Linked DNA regions of Mus musculus: region 2 is linked to region 1. A link is a contact called in public ChIA-PET data. All regions are on one chromosome and are shown on one strand. Each heading gives the region's core, a stretch centred on a gene start, on an enhancer-like site or on the middle of the called end of the contact. The rest is flanking DNA. Distances are from core to core; before and after follow the strand shown.

What was found. ChIA-PET counts read pairs in DNA pulled down with a chosen protein or histone mark.
Region 2: an RNA polymerase II ChIA-PET map of memory CD8 T cells shows a contact between it and region 1, with 6 read pairs. The contact joins the enhancer-like site here to the promoter of Anxa7 in region 1. A contact is called at or near these places in 2 of 39 promoter capture datasets (liver and pre-B cells), 1 of 115 datasets of contacts at active chromatin or transcription factors (memory CD8 T cells) and 1 of 9 other capture datasets (pancreatic islet).

What each region holds. Positions count from the first base shown.
Region 1 is chr14:20,478,675-20,482,197 of GRCm38.p6, forward strand. It overlaps Anxa7 (annexin A7), which reads right to left and starts at 1,459. Exons shown (of 13, transcript NM_001110794.1): 1 at 1,221-1,459.
Region 2 is chr14:21,031,000-21,034,587 of GRCm38.p6, forward strand. Vcl (vinculin) reads left to right here. Exons shown (of 21, transcript NM_009502.5): 21 at 588-2,677. The coding sequence ends at 734. Ap3m1 (adaptor-related protein complex 3, mu 1 subunit) reads right to left here. Exons shown (of 9, transcript NM_018829.4): 9 at 2,743-3,588. Among named protein-coding and RNA genes, the nearest start is that of Ap3m1, 20 kb to the right of the region's middle. Within about 2 kb of position 1,387, at least 204 of the 459 cell types and tissues checked have an H3K27ac peak or open chromatin away from gene starts, as enhancers often do. A contact at or near this core is called in memory CD8 T cells, where this site is marked.

The sequences.
Region 1 (3,523 bases), core at 209-2,708:
CTAACAAACCCTAGGGTGACTCAACAAATTACTCAGCTCTGCTGAAGTTAACAGGACTCTTCTGAGTGAACCAGAGCTTTTGTTTTCCCTTTAACAATGTTACAAACAACCTTTAGAAAAACTTGGAAAATCCAATCTTGGTTCTCCAAACCATCTCCACCCAGTGAGTCAGTTAGTAAAAGGGTGGATCTATGTCAGTCTCTCAACTGGCAAGAGGCCTAAGAAGTTAAGGGTGGGGTTGGGGGTGGGGACCGGTGACAAACTGGGAAGGGAAACAGGAAGTGTGACTTAGGCCAGGCAAGAACAGAAACAGTTTCCCAAAAGCCGCCTCTAGGTTCCGGAAGGGCCATTTAAAGCAATGACTGAGGATAACAGGGAAACAGGGCTTAGTCCTCTGCGTGGGAAGGTAGCCCTCTACTTAACCACGAGGGCTAAAGGGTGGTTTAAGTTTGCGGGAGCAAAATTATTTACTCCACTTGTTTCTAATGATTTCCTGGCCTAAACCGTAGCTCACTACACTTGTACTGTAATTGGGGCAGATTGCTTTATCAGAATGGCTCGCTATCACCTGGCAGCAATTAAGGAATGTAATGGATAACAGTAAAATACCTTTCGTCTTTTCACTTGGTTTAGCCATTCCCCTCTGCATCTTGCTTACCTAGACGGCTGATATGGGTCAAGGACAAGGAAAAAAAAATCTAGATTGTTACTGGAATAGTTTCCAAGAATTTTAAACCGGAGCTTACATATCAGGCTTGTGAATTCTGCCCTAGATGTCATTAAGCACGGCACAAATTCCTCAAGTTCCTCTAAATTTGCTGTGTCACCAAAAAGTCTAGTCACTAGCCAAAGCCAGCTTTCGGAGCTGCTAGTCGGCCTTCTGGCAAGGGGCTTCACCAGGGCCACCATCGGGCCTTAAGTCCGCCACTTGCGGCCCAACTGACCGAAAGCGGGGTACCACTGCTGCCTGGCATCCCACTCTAAGCCTAACAGAGTGATTTACCCACAGACCTTCCCAGTCCTCCAGCACGCAGGGAAAGCATGCCCAACCCACCCCAAACACCCGAAACGCGTCCGAGTCCGCGTCCGCCACCCGGAGGCCCACCTCGTTAGGACACGCGCGGGGCTCTACGACTACGGTTGGAAGACCAGACCAGGGACTGGGAACGAGCTGACTGACCGACGGAAGAACAGCAAGGGGAGGGGGTGCGAGTCCTCACCTGAACGAGAAAGCAGCGTCACACCCTAGCCCGCTTTCCTGCAATATGGAGCCAGAGGGCGTGGCGCATGGGCGGCGCGAGGGTGCTAGCTGCTTGGACCGCCCCCAAGCTCGGGCGGGACGCTGCGCCCCTCAGGTGGCTCAGCTAGTTTTAACACGTGTCTATATCTCAGCGAGGTAAATCTACTCCAGGTGGTGCTACTGTAGAAAGGAACTGCAGCTTTGGGTGGAGCCGCGCAAGTGGGCGGAGCAGAGGGACTCAAAGATAGAGAGCTCCAGGCCTCCGGGGATCCTGAGAACCTAGGTTTGTTTCATGTGACTATAGGGAATTGTGAGTAGACAGAACTGGAGTTGAATTAAACAAAACTAAGCAGGGTTCAAAGTTCTACTGGTCCATTAGTGTTAAACTCACCATATATAGAACTAAGTATTTGAGGCACTTACATGGAAAGAAAACATACACAGAGACATAGTGAAGTGATGAATGGAGGTTACAGGTCAACCAAATGTTCACCTCTTTTTTTTTTTTTTTTTTTTTTTTTTTTTTTTTTTTTTAAGGTTGGTCTTACTGGGACTGATGGGCAGTAAGGCAAGAATGGCTGATCAGTGAGCTCCTGGGATTCACGTATGCATTTTCAGTGATAGAATTACAGGCTGGCATTTGCACCTGACTGAGCCAGCTCTCCACCATGGCTTTCACTTTCACGACAAAATTGTATTTGGGTATGTAAGCCTGAGCATGACTTGTAGGGATTGTTTCCCTTCCTCTACCATGTGATTTTCAGGGATGGAATTCAGGTCATAAGGCTCCACGGTAAACACTTGGGTAAGGCATGGAGACAAATGCCTTCACACCTCAGCACACGCCAATTCCACTATACTACAGTTTTTAAAAAAGTTTATTTGTATAAGATATATTTCTGAGTGTGGGCACATGTGGAGGTCAGAGGACAACTTGGAAGAGGAGACAGTGCTCCCTTTCCACCATGTAGGTTGAGAGAATGCCACTGTGTTTTCCAGGCTTGGCTGCAAGGCCCATTTACCACTGGGCCATCTCACAGGCCCAAGGCACTTTCACTTGATATTTGAAACATAAAATTTAAAATAAGGTAAGCCAGGCAGTGGTGGCGCACACCTTTAATCCCAGCACTTAGGAGGCTGAGGCAGTTGAATTTCTGAATTCGAGGCCAGGCTGGTCTACAGAGTGAGTTCCAGGACAGTCAGGGCTACACAGAGAAATCCTGTCTCAAAAAGCCAAAAAGCCAAAAAAAAAAAAAAAAAAAAAAAAAAAAAATTGAAAGAAGGTAGTTTTTTGTTTTCATTGTTACATCCCAGAAGTAAAAGGTATCCTGGAATCCTCTGGTATTCCTGGAGCCAAGGAATAGCAGAGTCACACCACACATCAAACCTTACAGAATAGACTTGGCAAAGAAGCAGTGAAGAAGTGAGCAGAAAGCAGGCTTTCTATCCGGTGTCTTGGCGGGGAGGTGCAGACCTTTCCAGGGTGGCCAGATCATGAGCTTCTTTTTCTGTAGGGCGGGGCCTGGCCACTCCCACTCTTCTGTTCGAGTAGCCTGTGGGGTGGAGCCTGGCAGCTGGAGGTCTCTAGGTGCTTCATACAAGGGGAGTCTCTGCACATGGCTGCCCAAGTTGGTGTGAAAGCCAACATTTGTGCTACTCGTGTAATATCTAAGAAAACATTGTACAAATTCATGAAGATTTATATATTCTAAGCATTGAAGTTCTTTAGATCTCTGATCCATTTTAAAGTGTTTGAGGCTGGGTCTTCATATAGCTCAAGCTGACCTCAAAACTTGCTGTGCGACCACAGATGAGCTTGAACTGATCCTTCTTCCTCTACCTCCTGAGTGCTGTCGATTTTGTTGACTTTAGCCTTGCTGTGTAGCCAGGACAGCCTCCCAGTTCCTGAGCCTCCTGCCATACCGGCATTTGTACTGGAATTAGAGGCATGTCCCACAACACAGTTTAAACTCACTTTATATGATATGAACTGGAGCTTCAACTTTACTCTTTTGCATGTGGCTATCCAATTGTTCTAGCAAGGTTTGTTGAAAGGTCTATTATTCAGTCTGTTCTACAGAATGAGTTCCAGGACAGCTACACAGAGAAATCCTTTCTCAAAAACAATCAAAAGGAAGGAAGGAAAAAACGTTTATCCCTTTGATCCTTGTCAAAAATCAGATGACTCATAAACAGTAAGGATTTTTTTTTCAACTTTTGCAATGGTCTAAATGTATGTATCTCCTTCAAAATTGATGTTTCTAAGTCTTCGTCTCCAAGATT
Region 2 (3,588 bases), core at 137-2,636, 550 kb after region 1:
TGTTTTGAAAAATAATGTACCATTTTTAAGGGTCGATTAGCTTGATTATTTTCATTCATTGCTTTTGAAATGCATCCTGTACTAAATAGTGGAGAGCAGTGAAAAAACTAACAAAAATCTCTGCCCTATGGAGCTTAAAGAATACAGACAGATAAATTAAACTAAACTACCCCCTCCCCCAAACACCAAAAGCAAATGCCAACTAAGAAAAAAACTCCCACCCCCAAGCAATCTAGGTATAATATATAGCATAAATTTATGATGGATTTTATGAAGAAAAATATCTTCAAGTAAAGAATGCTTGGACACTGGAGGGGGAGTCTGGCATACTTGGAAGAAAAGTGTTACAGGTAGAGGACATAGCAGGAGTCCTAAAAGAACACCACCTTTCAAAACCAGTGCATGCTGTCAGCCATACAAAGACACAGTGCAGTCATTGATATACAAGCCAAATTGTATAAACATTGCTGTTTATGTAGTTAAACTACTGGTGGAGCAGGGGGATCGGGTATAGGGCTTAACTGCAGCCCACTCCTGGCAGCGAGTGCTGCGTTAGGGGCTATAGTAACAGGGCTCTCCTATTGCAGGCCACAGAGATGCTGGTTCATAATGCCCAGAACCTCATGCAGTCTGTGAAGGAGACTGTGCGAGAGGCTGAAGCTGCTTCAATCAAAATCCGAACAGATGCTGGCTTTACTCTGCGCTGGGTCAGAAAGACTCCCTGGTACCAGTAGGCACCTCGTCAAATCTGGCTGGTACATACACCTCTGCTAAAGAGAAGAGAACCATCTTGAGTTCCAGAAGCCATTCAGAGTTGTCAGGAATGGAAACATCAATCCCTGGCTTCACACACCAGAAAGGAACATTTATACTCTTGTCATGGGCACTTTGAAATGTGTCTCTCTATAAACCCTGTACTTTCAGTTACTATGCGCACTCTCTCCCATGGATTTTACAGCAGCTCAGAATAAGCGTGAACACTAGCCGGAAGCCCTGCTCTGCCCCGGGGGTCATTTCTGTGTTTACGGTTCACCAACTCCCTTTCCCCACTATAGGCTCTCAAGACCTAGAGCTGAGGCAAGTCTAAATAACTGTGCTTCCAAAGTTATTTTGGGTTTCCCCCCCTGCTGCTGACCCTGCCTACCTTCTCTGGGCTGTGCATCATTGCTGCAGGAAAAAGTGGTCTCTGGAGAGTTCTAGCTTGTGCGGCCTGGATTCATTTCCTGCTTTCTCCCAGTGTAACCCTAGTTCCTCACAATGGGAAACCAACTTTCACTGTTGTGAGGAAATCATTATTTCTGTTTTTACCATGCCACTAACTAGTATGTGTTATGGAAACTTCCTGTCTCACATCCTGCCTTGTTTGGTTGCCAAGGTAACCATCCTGTAAACACACTGGTGCTCTGTCACTAGAGGAACAGAGTCACTGGGGTGTTATCCTGCCCATCCTCCCAGTGGGGCCACTCCCAGATTTTCTATGCTTTGTCACTGCCAGTAGATGTCTGTGCTGAGGCCTTGGCATTCATTCTTCGCCCTTATTTTCTTTAATTTCTGAGCTGAAGTGCTGCATTTACTTTTAACCAAATCATCCTAGGCTTTGGCAGTCTTCTTCTGTATGCTTCTTTAAACAAGACTTTAAAGATACATAGGTATGTGTTTGTCTGTAATCCCTCCATCCCCCACTTTTTTCTTTTTTTTAAATTTTGAGACTGGGTCTCTTTATGTTGTCCAGGCTAGTCTTGAACTTATGGATTCAAGTGATCTACCTGTGTCAGCCTGTTAGCTCCTACCACCACACTTGACTTTGCTTGTAACTTTGAAAGGTTCATTCAAAATTGAGACTTAAGAATTAGGGCTTGCTCCTTAAGAGACTTGAATGGAAAGGCAATCTTGTCTGGGAGACTAGCATTTGCAGATTATACTTCTGGTGCTTCTAGGGAAAAATCAGTAGGAACTATTATAGTTCCCAGTTGCTTTTAATCAACTACAACCAAGCATTTTTCATCCTTCCATAAATACGAAGTATTCAAGAATAATGAGTATGGTATCTATTTATCAGAAAGGCATGTTTCCTATTGGGCAAAGTTAGTGTAAAAGTGACTTTCCTTTTTTTTTGCATTTATCCTGGCTGTATAAGCATTTCCCAGTATACAAATGCTTCTTTCAGAAATCAGGAACCAGACGAATACAGGAGTGAGGCCTTCTTCCTGGATGTTCTTCCCACATCTAGTATGTCCAATCCCAACACTGAACTTGTAAATCTTAAGTTGACCCTGAATACTCAGGCTCCCCCTATTTCTTTTTGCTGATAAAAGATTCTTTTCAAAGCTCTCAGCAGATCTGTATAGTTGCTTACCTGATATAAATGCATATCAATGCCTTTAAAGTATGAATCTATGCCAAAGATCATTTTTTGTCTTACTAAAGATTTCTTAGAGGAACTAAGAAGAATCATGTTTATTCTCCAAGTTCCTTCAGTTCTGGAGACACATGTCCACCAGATGTGCTTTCTAGTGTCAGTGCTTACAGTACAAGGAGGCAAAAGGAAACAGTCCCTGAATGACGTGTTAGAGATGCCACCACTAAAAACTATGTTTATAAGCTAGGACTTATATGTAAATGTTTCTGCCTCTTCTTTTGTTCTGTTTAAAACAATAAAGTACATTTATATGAATAATGCTCTAATTGAGGTTATTTTACTAACAACTTTAGGTCAGACTTATTTTGTATTGAAGCTAATTCTCAAGGTCTGGAAACCAACAGCTTTATTCAATCCATAAAGGAGTTATATAATAGTGTAGTTACGTAAGAGGGTCTGCGTGATCAAGAACAATCTTGGCAACAATTCTAGCTAATGTATTCTTATACATTAGAAGGAGAAGAAATCACAAGTTACCAGTGGGCAAAGCAGCCAAATGTAGGTCACCTCCTGGCTAGAGACACCCTAATTTTAGTAGAGACCACCAGTGTCCCTTAAAAAGCTGAAGTTGTGAAATGTGAGGGACACTTTTGTTTGTTCCCAACCCCAGTACATAGCTATGGGTGTGAGGCAGAACTAGCTTTGAGGACATAGTCCTCCTCTTGTTTGAGGAAACACTGACTAAAATAAAAAAACAAACAAACATGCTTTTTTGCCTAATTTTCTAGAACTGAAGAAGAAAAAGAAAAGGTTAAATAATACCACAGGGTAAACTTTCCATTGCATTGACTTACAGAATGGATGGCAGCCTGTGTTCACGGCTGCTGAATAGACTTGGAAATCCCTGCAGCCTCTATTTGCTGTTCACCTTGTTCACCGGAACTGTGTGCCGCAGACTCTGCAGTTAGTTGTATTTTTAAGCAGTTGCTTTTAAGGACAACATTACCAGCATCTTTCCAGTGTTCTTCTGTAGCACCTTTAGGAAATGAGGCTACCAGCCGAATTCCACTGGGGGGTGGGGGTGGGGCTACCTCACCCAGACAATAAGTATCTGTTTTATTTACTCTTAGATTATGATTTCTTAAGAACAACAGAAAAAAGGAGAATATGGTGGCTTACCCAGAACTCTGTTTAAAAAATCTTTTGATACTGGGTTTTCCTGGGTCTAT